Linked DNA regions of Astyanax mexicanus: region 1 is linked to region 2. A link is a contact called in public Hi-C data. All regions are on one chromosome and are shown on one strand. The core of a region is the stretch at or near the end of the contact, and the rest is flanking DNA. Distances in the headings are between cores, read along the strand shown.

Region 1 (6,912 bases), core at 366-2,865, 96 kb after region 2:
TGGAGAACACTGACCCCCCCCCCCCGCTCACTAATGGTACAGTCCAGATTGGCATTTGGATCAGAACCAAGAGCAAGAGCGCTCCAGCCATGCGGATCCTGGGAGGAGGCAGCGGGGCATGGCCACCTATTGATCCGCCTGCCTTTGGGTAGAGAGAGAGAGAGAGAGAGAAAGAGAGAGGGAGAGAGAGAGAGAGACAGAAAGAGAGACAGCAATAGACAGATAGACAGAAAGAGAGAGAGAAACAGAGAGAGAGAGAAAAGAAGAGAGAGAGAGAGACCGAAACAGACAGAGAGAGAAACAAAGAGAGAGACAGAAACAGAGAAATAGAAAAAGAAAGAAAGAGAGACAGAAACAGTGAGAGGGAGAGAGAGACACAGAAAAATAGAGAGATACTGAGAGAGAAAGGAAGATAAAGAGAGAGAGACAGAAATAGAGAGAGAAACAGAGAAAGAGCGAGACAGAAAAAGAGAGAGAGAGAAAGAGACAGAAATAGAGAGAGAGAAACCGAGAGAGACAGAAAGAGAGAGACATTAAGATAGAGAGAGAGAAGAGAAACAAAGAGAGAAAAAATAGAGAGAAAGACGATACAGAGATACTGAGAGAGAGAGAGAGAGAGAGAGAGAGAGAGAGAGAGACAGAGAAACACAGAGAGAGAGAGAAAGAGAGAGACAGAAACAGAAAGAGAGAGAAAGAAAAAGGCGAGAGACAGAGAGAGAGACTGTCTCACTGCACAGGGTTTTAGGAGTTCAGAAATCAATATTTGGTGGAATAAACCTGGTTTTTAATCACAGTTTTCATGCATCTTGGCATCATGTTCTCCTCCACCAGTCTTACACACTGCTTTTGGATAACTTTATGCCTTTACTCCTGGTGCAAAAATTCACGCAGTTCATCTTCCTCTTGATTTTATTCCAGAGCTTTCCAATTTGGTAAAATCAAAGAAACATTTTAAGTGGTCTCTTATTTTATTTGCAGTGAATATGCATTTTAATGGAACAATTGCAAATGTTCCTTTATTGAAAGTGCAATATGTATATGGGCCCTTTAATGGTAGGATTGCCAATGGTTTCTTGTTAGAATAGAAATGCAGGATATGAGTCCTCATCAGAAACTGTAAAGAAGCTCCTTTCTCACCATTATTACTGAATTACTGACAGTGAGAGAGTAAGAGAGAACACAATGATATTGATGATAATTAATATTATATAGAAAGTTGGTAAGAGAAGAACTGTATATATAACACATGCATTATTAAGAGATATGAAAACTGTATATGATTATATATGAAATTCCCTGCCAGAAGTCACATAACTTTCTCTCTAACTCTCTCTCTCTCTTTCTCTTTTTCTCTCTCTACATCCACAGCAGGGCTGGATCTGCTGATGTTTCTCAGCTCGAGCAGGGTCTCCCGTCCCTCTCTCCTCTCTCACCTGCCTGAATCTCCTGCCTGCAGTGACACTAGGTGCCTTCAATCCCCCCTCTCTCTCATTCTCTCTCTCTTTCTCTTTTCCTCTGCTGTTAATTTGAATCCCCCTGGTGCTGGATCTCGCTCTCCCTCTCTCGCTCCTCTCTCGCGGGCTCTCAGGGCTAGTTAGCAGTCCTCAGAGCACCGCTGGGATCCTGCCCGCCTGCCCGCTGTCACTCTAATTGCTGTGAGCGTGGACGGCTCCCCGGGGAGAGGCCGTGTGAAATCCTGATATGATATGTACCATTAACTAAAATGAAAAAATCCCCGTGCACTGCCCCCGCTGCCGGCCTGGCCTACAACCCGAGTGTATGAGGTCATTTTCTCAGAGTCAAAAGTCAAAGTTACAAAGTTGCAAATGTTTTGTTTTGTATTTTATTATTATTGTACCACAGTTTGTTCCGACCCTGCAATGTGATTGGCTGAGAGGCTATTTATGAGTGACATTATCAGCCGGTAACCGAAGCTCTCCATGTGTTACTCACATACAGGTAATATAGCAACGATGCAGCGCTTACAAACCAAATACAAACCAAATACAAACCAAATGTGATGTCATTAAACACCATTTGGAGCTGCTGGATCCCACAGACAAAGACGCAGTCTACACAAATAAATAAGCCCAGCGATTCGAAAATATTCATTATTACACACATTATCAGCCTCCAATATCAGATCTGCGGCTTTCTGCCTCAGCCGCATCAAGGTAGTGCCAATATTACATATTATAGCACTCTCTCTTGTGTATTATGTATTACTGCTTAAATATTTTGTATCATCATTCATTGTTTCTTGTAAAATCAAGGATATTACTAAAGACTTAACTTCCCAACTCATCCCAAAATTGCTGGATGGAGCTCCATCAAGCTAAAAAACACAACTCCGCATCTCCACACATTATTGCTCAGTGCTCAACTTCACGTTCAGAGCATCCCAACACATCAATACAGGGATAAAATAAGCTTAAAAAACAGCATCATGAAGACCAAGGAACTCACCAGACAGGTCAGAAAAGTTGTGCAAAAAAAACTTAAAGCAGGGTTAGGTTATAAAAATATATCCCAACCTTTAAGCATCCCAAAGAGGCACTGTTCAATCCATCATCCAACTGCAAACCTTCCAAGTCCTTTCATTGGTGAATAATGGCTCTACGAAGTATTCATATATATTTAGGGGGCTGAATACTTTTGCACGTCACACTTTTCAGATTTCTATTTGATTTGATTGGTCTATCACTTAAAATCTCAATATAAAACATTTAAGTTTGTGGCTGTAAGGTGACAAAATATGAAAAAGTTCAAGGGGTATGAACATTGGCTTTTGCAAGCAACTGTACAATCATCAAAAACATGATTAATTAACGAAAAACTTAAATAATTAGAAAATAATTAAATAATCGTGAAAATTTTGCATTCAAATTTGCATATTGATGCTTTCACTTTTTATGATATATTATGATATAATGCTCTTCCCTACACAAAATTACATGGTAGTGGTAAAAAGTATCGGTATTGTTATCGGTATCGGCAATACTGGCACTGTATTTACTTGGTATTGGATCGATACCAAATTTCGCAGTATCGCACAGTCCTAATGTCCATTACTCTCTCATTGTTAGCTAAAAAAAAAGCCCTGACACATTCTTCCTTCCTTCTTCCCTCCATATCATTCTCTACATCTCTCCTCTCTTTTTTCATAGCAGCCCTCAGACAGCCATGTCTTTCCCTCCATTCCTGCCTCATCTGTGACTCCACACTCTCTCTCTCTCTCTCTCTCTCTCTCTCTCTCTCTCTCTCTTTCCCCTGTGGGTAATTTCTCTCTCCTGCTGTCTCACTGTCTTTCGCTCCCTTTTGCAGCTGTTCTCCACACTGTCCTCTCTTTTCTCTAAAGGAGAGAGCGCCCTCTGTCTGCAGCTTCAGGAACAGCCCAGGGTCCATGCATATAGAGCACATGGCAAGGCGTGGTCTGTCTTGTTAAGCGTGTGTGTGTCTATGTGTGTGTGTGTGTGTGTGTGTGTAGCAGTAGCAGACGACATAATGAGGTAAAATACACCAATCAAACAATACTTAAAGAAGAACTCCGGTGTAAAATGGACTTTTGTTGTAGTAAAACATGATAAAAAGTTCTTACCTTGATGAGTAGCACACCTACATTCTCCCACAGAGATCCAGAAATTTTAACAGTTTGTCCAAACACCCTTCAGACTGGGTGATATGGGGCATAAATTGCCCAGATAATAAAAACGTTTTTTTATCAACGTTATCCAGCTCAAAGTAGCTCCACACCTCCTTGTTAGAATCCAGAGAACCCTGACTTTTAAAGCAAAGCATTAATAACTTAAAAGTGCACAAGAAGCTTATTTAAAAAACACTGTTTACATCCCATAAAGCGAGCTTCAGCTCTGAGCCATCACTGAACTGAAAATAACATAGACATATATACATAGACTCCACATAGCATAGCAGCCGGCGCCAGCAGGTGGAAAAAGTGATTTATAGGGGCAAATTATGCCCCGTGTCACTCAGTTCGAAGGGTGTTTGGACAATCTGTTAAAATTTCTGGATCTCAGAACGATGTGGGAGAATGAAAGTGTGCTCTTCATCAAAGGTAAGTACTTTTTATTATGTTTTACTACACCAAAAGTCCATTTTACACCAGATATCTCCTTTAACTGCTTTTTATATCTCTGAATGATTTATGAAAAGTCAGTATTAAAAAGCTATTTGATTAAAGCAGCAGTCCCTAAGATTTTTCTATTAAACTAAAAGCAGTAGTATGAGGAAGAATCATTTTAAACTGGGAGGGTGTGATGCGGTCTCCTTTCAGAGCGGATGAATCCGATTCCAGGTTATGTTCAGTCAGAGAGAGAGAGAGAGAAAGAAGAGAGAGAGAGAAAGAGCTCAGTCAGAAACTTCACTCCTTCGTTTCTTTGGTTTTACTCTGAGTGAATGGAGGAGCTACTGAGCTCTGAGTTTCCTCTTCTGAAGTCTCCATTGCTTCACCAGCCGCTCGCGTTCAGTAAAACTGAGCCAGACCCTCTTTTAGAGGCTGTACGTGTGGTGTACTGTAAGTACATAAAGACGTGTGACGTGGCCAGAAGAAGAACTCCCATGAAAAAAAGCGACCCGACACCCCAGTTTTTAGAACGAATATACAGTATTAGGCTTAGCATGGATGGTCGTTCCAGCACACTGGTACCATTAAACACAATATTCTGTCCCTTCTCCACTCAGAAATGCTTTTACTTTTAATTTAGAAACAAAATAATACAGACTGACACTTTAATGAATCACAATAATTCCCTTATCACTACAAAAAGCACACAAAAACATCATATCTCCGACATAACAACCCTCTTAACTTTCAATAGAAGTCAATGTTAACACATTTATTTATTCAGAGTATTTTGGGGCATTTCTATTGGTCCACCTATCATGAAAATTAGTCACACTATTAGACCTGCCAAAAATTGAGATACAAGATATTTGCAGAACAGCAATGATACACATGTTGTTCAAATACATGATCGATGGTTACAAACACAAAGACCCAAAATCATAGGAAAAAACAAGGAAACAAGCTAGAGCTGGAGAGAGAGAAAGAGAGAGAGAGAGAGAGAGAGAGCGCTCAGTCAGAAACTTCACTCTTTCATTTCTTTGGTTTTACTATAAGTGAATGAGTTACGCTACTGAGCTCTGAGGTTTCTCTTCTGAAGTCTCCAATGCTCCACCAGCCACTCGCATTCAGTAAAAGTATTTTAGAGGCTGTACGCCAGAAGAAGAAGCCCACCAAAATCGACCCGACACCCCAGTTTTTACAAAAACTGAGATACAAGATATTTGCAGAACAGCAATAATACACATGTTGTTCAAATACATGATCGATGGTTACAAACACAAACACAGAAAACCACAGGAAAAAACATGAAACAAGCTGGAAAGAGAGAGAGAGAGAGAGAGAGAGAGAGAGAAAGAGATGGAGAGAGGCAGATAGAGACAGAGAGAAAGAAATAATGAATGTAAGACTGACGTAATGAGAAAGTTTCTCAAGGTCTCCTCTCGCTCTTGCTCTCGCTCTCCTCTGCTGCTGCTGCTGCTTCCTGAGCTTTGAGTCTCTCACTCCGGATCAATACAAGTGCTTATACATCCTACACTCGTTTCTCTCCAAACATCTATCCATCCTCTCGCTGTCGTATAAACCCTGCTAACCCCGCTGCTCAACATCATCTGCGCCAAGATCTACGGCACCCAGTGACAAAAGTGAAAAGCCTGCAGATCAATACTGCTTTTCATCTTCTTAATAATTTCATCTTTTGTCTGACGTCTAGAGAGAGAGAGAGAGAGAGAGAGAGAGAGAGAGAGAGCAGTAAGTGATGGATAGCATAGATAGTGAATGGGAGTTAGAAAGACAGAAAGAAAAGCAACAGTGATGGAAGTGCGCGTTAAAAAGTGCAAAAAGGAATGTAGGAAAAATTTTACATTGTATGACTCTAAATATATATATGTCAATGTTTCTGTTGTTTTTCTTTTTCTCTTTTTTTGTCCTCTTTCCCCTTTTTGTCTTATTCTTGTACTCTTCTATGGGTTTTGTATAGTATATTTTGCTTTATACACTGTGTATGGATGGATAGACAGACAGATAGAGACAGACAGACAGATAAATTGATAGATAGTAACGACAGTAGAACGAAAGTAAAGATAGAATTCGGACTGATACGTTTAAATACGTTTTTTCCTGGAAGTCTGTTTCTTAAACAGCATATCTATCTATCTATCTATCTATCTATCTATCTATCTATCTATCTATCTATCTATCTATCTATCTATCTATCTATCTATCTATCTATCTATCTATCTATTTTACACAAGTATGTATACAATAGATAGATAGATAGATAGATAGATAGATAGATAGATAGATAGATAGATAGATAGATAGATAGATAGATAGATAGATACACTATTTTACACAGGTATGTATACTTGTAAAAGACTTCATGCAGCTCCACCAGAGTTATACAGTGCAGTAACTATGTTCTGTTTTGAGAGTGGCAATTCTCCTTATGACAAGTCACAGACAGACAGACAGACAGACAGACAGACAGACAGACAGACAGACAGACAGACAGACAGACAGACAGACAGATAGATAGATAGATAGACAGACAGATAGATAGATAGATAGATAGATAGATAGATAGATAGATAGATAGATAGATAGATAGATAGATAGATAGATAGATAGATAGATAGATAGATAGATGTGGTACACTATTTTACACAGGTATGTATACTTGTAAAAGACTTCATGCAGCTCCACCAGAGTTATACAGTGCAGTAACAATGTTCTGTTTTGAGAGTGGCAATTCTCCTTATGACAAGTCACAGACAGACAGACAGACAGACAGACAGACAGACAGACAGACAGACAGACAGACAGACAGA
Region 2 (7,640 bases), core at 4,905-7,404:
GTTAACCTCTTTTAAGCCGAAGACGCATGTATGCAATATTTACAGCTCACAAGACATCAAACCAAGCTGAACTGCTTCAATTGTTGCACCAGGAGTAAAGGCATAAAGTTATCCAAAAGCAGTGTGTAAGAATGGTGGAGGAGAACATGCCAAGATGCATGAAAGCTGTGATTAAAACAACAGGGTTATTCCACCAAATATTGATTTCTGAACGCTTAAAACTTTATGAATATGATTAGCCATTTCTCATTTTCTGCAAATAAATGCTCTAAATGACAATGTTTTTATTTGGAATTTGTGAGAAATGTCCGTAGTTCATTTTCATTTTACTCAAAAATATATCTATAAATTGCAAAATCAGAGAAACTGATTCAAACTGAAGTGGTCTCTTAATTGTTTTCAAGAGCTGTACATATTTTAATAAAACAATGAAAAACTGAGAATTTCAGCTTACTTGTGGTATAGGCTATAACTGATGTTTTTTTAATTGAGAGTTTATAAGATTATACTACCACTTCTTTTTTAATATTCTGCTTTAACTAATACTAAAACCAATTATATGTTACTCCTTAAGTAAATTACATTAATTACTACTTAGGTATATACTTTGGTCTCACACGTTTTTAGATCTAGTATCTTTTTCAGCCTATTATTTAACTTGCTGGTGTTTTTAGGTTGCTCTACACACACCTACCCACCTAACTCCAGCTCCAACTGTGAGCGCAGCTCTTCCTAAAGTCCACAACACAAGGTCAAGACGCCAAGTCCTGTTGGGTGCTGCTGTCCTTATTTACAAACAGGCTGACCATTTGGGCCGCAGGGTAAATATTGTGACAAAAACCTCCACATTTGTTCTCAGTGAATTTAGCGCAGTTTCATCAATCGCAGCCACGAGAACAAAATAAATACAAATTAATCTGAATTAAATCTGAATTATTACACGTAAAAGCATTTAAAACTTTCTTCATATACAGTCTTGTTGGTCAGCCTAGTTTGTGTTTGTTTTTTGTTTTTTTAGAAGTGTATGTTGATATGCATGTATGCATGATCTTACCACCATGAGTTCGCGTGCGCCAGTCTCTGGGAGCTGCAGGCGAGGAGTGTGATGATGGTGAGGATGAAGCGCAGGCTCTGGATCGCATCCATCCCTGTCCGTCCAGCTCAAGGCGATCCTCTGGGGGGCAACAGGGCAGGACGTTAGCCTACAGACCTCCGGTCCAGTGGGATCAACCTCCAAACTTCCAGACTTTTACAAACTCAGAAAACTAAGAAAATAAAACCTCCGCACGTGCGACATGCATGCGGGACTAGCTCTCTAACTCTTAAACTCTATACACTGAACAAAAAAAAGGAAGCAAAATCCTTAAGACACCCAGACTTAAGACTATGCCATCTGATTTAAGGCTAAATAATCAAACAAACTGAAGAAAAATAAATAAAATGAAAGTGCAGATCTGTGGAAGTTGTGCTCTTGAGTGTTAAATTAAGCACATATGATTAAAAAAAGAAATAAGAAAACTAAGAGCTGCCATAACGTGGGGATTAAAAACACTCCTGACACTTTAGACACTCTACTCACTAATGCTGCCGCTAACTAACTCACTTCCAACTCTCACTCTTTCACCACTTGCACACGCTTTTTTTACGCGCTGGCTTTGTTTATCCCACCTGCATTCCGACAAGCCACGCCCCTCAGAGCAATGCACTGGCTAGTCCTGTCACGCTGTCTTCGCGTTGATTGGCTAACTGGGTCCTATATCTCGTCTTAGAATTAATGAGCGCGTGTTGTTGCGCCCCGTATTCTGATTGGTCGGCAGATTATATACACAAACCGTCCACCAATCCTGGTGAAGCGGCGTGGGCTGTCAGCCAACCTTAGCAAAGGAGTAGCGAAGGAGGCGGGTCTTACTTGAATACAGGTGGGAAACAAAATGCGTCTATACTGCTATAACAGGGAGGAGCTTTTTTTTTTTAGAGTTTAGAAATTATAAAGCGTAGCAGAAAGAAAGCAGAGAAAGCTGTGTGGAGCTGAGAAAGACTTGGGAGTGATTTGATTAGACCCATGTCTATTGTATATTACTCTATTCCTGTTATTTCAGGAGAAATAATAAAAAAAGATATGTTTCTGGCAGTATTTTTTTTTTTAGGATAGAAAGGAAAGACTGGGATGTTTTTCATCGCATGCAAAGTAAAAAAGGGCTGATACGTTTGTTTTTGTGTTAGTTATCTAAATAATTAATTTCTATTCATTATATTTTCGAGGGATTCATTTTTTCATTTTATTTTATTATTTATAGTCGCAGCATTGATAGCATGAGAAAATTAAGAGAGAAAGAGAGAGGGAGAAAGAAATAGAAAGAGAGAGAGAGCATAAAGGAGTTAACGACTTGGAAAAAGTAATTTCCATCGAAGTTCACATGCGTAAAATCCTCTTTTCATTCTGTTCTATGCTTTATTGCAATAAACCAGAATGGGGAGGGGGTGGTTTGAGAAGGGTGGGGGCTCTCAATCTGAATAAAGGAATATAATAAGGCTAAAGGAGGCCATACATATGATATCTGACAGTTCCACCCCTCCTACATTTATAAATCTCCCAAAACGCTTAATGGTTAGCACAGAAATTCTACATTAACCTTAGAACACCGACGTTAAAATTGGTAACACCATCACCAACCAACGTTGGGTATATACTGTATGTATGACCAGTTTTGGAACTAATCTTTAATTTTACAACGCACAACATCACATAAAATAAAAAAATAAAATAAACATAGATGGGAGGAAGGATTGATCCATAACATTAATGACATTAATGAGCGCCCTGAAGCTCCCAAAGTCCCATGCAACTCAAAGTGACAACAGGAACACAATCAAAAAATCACGTGGAATTTTTTTAGAACATTATCTTTCTATTTTAGGGTTAAAACACCGAAATTAGCCAACATCACCGCATGCACAATAACATAAAACAAATAAAATTCTGTACGTTTCACACCAATCACACAGAACCAGTTCTCGTTGTTAGATTAAAGAAAACCCCCTTCGGTACTATATTGTATATATTGTACTGTATGGCGTCCTAAGAGCTGCAAGGGCTGTAATTCGCCTCCAAACTGTTTTACAGCATCAAGTTTTATCTGAGGGCTCCGTCCCTCAGTGCTCGGCTCCGAGCTGCTGCACAGACGCCACTCGATTTCCGAGCAGTCTGTGCATGATAAAGCAGCCGCTCCAAACTCTTTCATCTGTGGGAATCCACACGCCCAGCCATCACCTTTTCACACGGCCAGGGGGCTCCAGTAACACCCCCCCCCCAAGACCCGGGCCGAGGACACCCAATCCACAGCGCGCTACAGCCGGAGCAGCGCTTCCCCACTGGAACCAGTCATTAGGACGACATGTGTAGCCTTTATGAGAGACTAATAGGGACGAGGAGTGCACGAGGAGACTAACTTTTATCTCATGTAGAGATCTTTATAAAGATAAAAAAGAATCCCTGCTAAAAAGAAAAAACCCTGCCCAAAACTATGGAAGACCATTCCTGCCACCTAAATAAATAAAAATAATCCAGTACATTTTTTTAGTAAACTGCAATCTCTATATTTTTTTGAGAGAGTAAGTCATTATTCCGAGATACTATCTCATTATTTTGAGATATTAAGTCATAATCTTGAGATACTAAGTCACTATTTTGAGATACTAAGTCATTATTTTGAGATACTCCTTCAGTGAAGCCTATACCATACTGTGGTGTCTAGAAAACCACTAGGGGGAGCTTAGTGGGTAAAGAGAGAAGAGGATCTCAATATATTGAGATAGAAGTTTATTTAATAATAATAATAAAAAACAAAATGTGCTGTTTTTTCCATACAAAACCAAATCAATACCCAGCTGAAATGTGGTCGAAATATGATTATGATTGTGAACGTTGAAACAACGTTAAATCAACGTTGATGTTATGGTTAAATCAACGTTGGATTGGACATTACTTTAGTCATATTACAACCACATTTAAACGTTGAAGGTCAGTTGTGTGCCAGCTGGGTTACAATTTCAGTTCTTTACACTTTCACAGGCCCTACAATTCACAGGCCCTACAATTGAACCCTGTGGAACTCCACACAGTTCATAGTAGTTTCTGTAGTGGTAATAATAGTAAAATAATTTTAAGCCTAGGGTTCAACTTTAAAACAACATTGAATCAAGATTTAATGTTTAATAGATGTGCAAACGTTGAAATTTTATTGTTGAATCAACATAATCTCCTCAAACTTCTGCCTTTCGAATTTTACATTTCATAATTTCTAAAAACAGTTGGATGCAGGAATGAAAAAGTGGTTTTACATCAATTTGCAGTAACTGATTTTTAATTTAGCACCAATTCTTACCATACCTGCGGGAATGTTCATCTTCTATTATTTTTACTGTTGTGAATTTGAGGTCAGATGTTTAGTAATGAGATTGGTGATGGGTAACATTCTTCATACTCTGTTCACACTAAAAAACAGAGGTACGAACAGAAGTACTTTCTTGTACTCAAAGGTAGACTTTTAATAATTGTACCCTCAGAGATATAATATTGGTCATTACATGGTCAGATGTTCCCTCTGAAGTACAAACTTTTTCCTAACAGCAGGAAGTACAGATTTGTACCATTTATCCTGTTTTCAGTACAAATCTGTACTTACTTTTCTTAGTGTGTAGCCTTACTACAGTGATGTAAGGCCACTTTTTAATTTTTATAACCTACTATTTTAAATATAGATCAAGGATTTAATGAACCATTTACCTTTTAATGCTCGCTTTTCAATTTTACTGTTGAATTCCTTTACACATATTCACAGTAAAATATATATATATAAAGATTATATACAATCATTGCATTAGACGTACGTCAGACGCGTCCCTCTAGTGGCCATATTTGGCAACTACAGTTTCAGGTTTATTAACAAAAAACACGACGTAGAGTACTGCGAGGTACATCAAGATTAAAATCATATATATATATATATATATATATATATATATATATATATATATATATATATATATATATATATATATATATATATATATATATTAATAACAATACAATATTCTATTATTAATATTTTGTGTTTAATGGTTGGAACTGATCTCTAGAAGCAAGTAATACACTTTTAAAAGGAGCTAGTTCAGTTTTATCTCCAGAACTAAACCCTAAAGCTCTCCTACATTCATCTACAACTCTGAGAATGTTTAGCATCTGTGTGTCACTTTAGCAACGTCATAGGTTAAAGTAAAGGACAGATTAAGTGCAGTAAAATAAACTTTACACTGCTTTTAATGTCAACATAGACATTTGTGAATATACAGCTCTGGAAAAAATAACCTCTGGAATATAATCAAGAGGAAGATGGATGATCAAAAGCCATCAAAGCACCAGGAGTTGCATAAAGTTATGCAAAAGCAGTGTGTAAGACTGGTGGAGGAGAACATGCTTAGATGCATGAAAACTGTGATTATATGAAAAATATTGATTTCTGAACACTTACAACTTTATGAATATGAACTTGTTTTCTTTGCATTATTTGAGGTCTGAAAGCTCTGCAAATAAATGCTCTACATGACTATATTTTTATATTTTATTATATACGATGTTCATTTTACTTAAACATATACCTATAAATAGCAAAATCAGAGAAACTGATTTAAATACTGAAATGATCTCTTAATATTTTCCACAGCTGTATATAGTGAATAATACATTATACCACTTTTACATTTGTCTTCATTGTCAGTGCTGCCTCGAGTTGCCACAAGGTGGAGCAATTTAGCAAAAAATGAACAAAGGCCATCAAGTCCGAGAAGCCCATTTTCTTCTGAGAGGTGTGCAATAGCAGCGCAACCAGACGCAATGCCTGTGTAATACATGGAGGAAGCTTGGCCTTGGACAATTGAAGATGATCAGAAATGAGAATTAAACAAGCTGCCGTTTTCCAACTTAAAAGAAGGAGTTTTCTGTAAAGCGGAGCCGATCCCGGTTCAGGCCTCAGCTCTTATGAAAGTGAATGTCAGTCATCTGTTGGTGGGCCTCTGGTTTCAGGTTGTGCTGTAAAGAGCAGAGCGCATCTCGAGCTGCATCCTTTGAGGGTTTTTTCTCCTCAGGCGATGGCGGCGTGCAGCATCATGACCTGACAGATTCTCTCCAGTAGCGGCAACATCGGCAGAAGCAGCGGCAGCAGCGGCAGCAGCGGCAGCTCTCAGACTGTCAGAATTATGCACCGACACCCAGTGCTGCCTGCAACACACTCACACATTCCAATCACACAGACCACAACTCACCTACCTCATCTGAGAACTAGATCATCTGGGTGATCTGTGTGTGTGTGTGTGTGAGTATGTGAATGTGTGTGTGTGTCATGTGCCGGAGTGTGTTTGGCGAGTGGGTGTACATCCTCCAACATCACGGCTCGTGTGCCTGAGCCTTCAGAGTGTTTCGAGCTGAAGCTTGAGAGGATGGATGTTATGTATTCTATACCTTTAGCACACTGTCAGATACAGTATATGCACCAGCAGAGCAGCCCAGCTGCAGCTCAGAGCGAATATGAATGAAGGCTAAAGTCCTGAAGAAAGGAATTGTTTCTAGAGCTCGGTTTAGGAATACTGGGGCCTCTAGATTACTGACTGGATTGACTAGAGCCTGTGTTAAAGGAGAACTCCAGTGTTAAACTGATTTTTGGTGCAGTAAAACATGATAAACAGTAAAAACCTTGCAGCTTTCTGAGATCAAGTCATTTTTTGCAGTTTGTCCAAATTTTTTCCAAGGCTTTAGAATGGATAATATGGGGCATAAAACAGTTTTCATTACTGGTGTTGTTATACACTTGAATATATTAGACCTGCGTGAATGCATAATGACTTAATATTCATTTAAAAGCTCTTTGACCAGTGGTAGGATGGTCCCCCATTATATGTGAATCTTGGTCCTCCCAAGGTTTCTTCCTCCTCCAGCTCTGAAGCTCTGTTTTTCCTTGCCTCTGTGCTCACTGGGGGTTCTTTATTATATTGTATGTTCAGTGCTCTGTCTGTTTTTTCTTTCTGTAAAGCTGCTTTGTGACAACATCAGTTGTAAAGCACTATATAAATAAATTTCATTTGATTTGATTTGATTTAAGATGGCAGCGAACAGAGATGTAGCTAACGCTATGCGTTGAAAACAGTGTTTTTTAATAAGCTTTTTTCTGCACTTTTAAAGTTATTAAATGTCGTTTTAAATGTCCAGGGCTGGGGCGCCGAGTGGTCCAGCGGTCTAAAGCGCTGCCACTATGAGCGGGAGGTTGCAGGTTTGAACCCCCGCTCATGCAGCCTTTCCATCAAGCTGTCGGCGCTCAGAGGGAGAACAATTGGCCCTGCTGCCTCCGGGTGGGTAGATGGCGCTCTCTCCCCACATCACTCCTAGGGTGATGTCCAAAGCACAGGGCATCTGTGAGCTGATGTATCAGATCCGAGCCGCTGTGCTTTCCTCCAAGCGCGCTGTGATGCTACTCGGCAGCTTGAAAAGTGTTAGTGTTAGTTTTCACCCTCCTGGTGTGTTGGGGCATTACTAGTGATAGAGGGAGTCCTAATGAATGGGTTGGGTAATTGGCTGTGCTTAATTGGGA

Evidence for each region. A called contact is a pair of places that touch in the nucleus more often than the background predicts.
Region 1: a Hi-C map of muscle shows a contact between it and region 2, with 17 times the contacts expected there. The contact joins two enhancer-like sites. A contact is called at or near these places in 2 of 3 Hi-C or Micro-C datasets (both in muscle).

Annotation. Positions count from the first base shown.
Region 1 is chr2:4,836,181-4,843,092 of AstMex3_surface, forward strand. The region is part of intron 2 of wnt5b (wingless-type MMTV integration site family, member 5b); the gene reads right to left. Among protein-coding and RNA genes, the nearest start is that of wnt5b, 29 kb to the right of the region's middle. Within about 2 kb of position 1,616, the one cell type or tissue checked has an H3K27ac peak away from gene starts, as active enhancers do.
Region 2 is chr2:4,735,562-4,743,201 of AstMex3_surface, forward strand. wnt5b (wingless-type MMTV integration site family, member 5b) reads right to left here. Exons shown (of 7, transcript XM_049475013.1): 4 at 1,055-1,174. The coding sequence starts at 1,146. Among protein-coding and RNA genes, the nearest start is that of adipor2, 26 kb to the left of the region's middle. Within about 2 kb of position 6,155, the one cell type or tissue checked has an H3K27ac peak away from gene starts, as active enhancers do.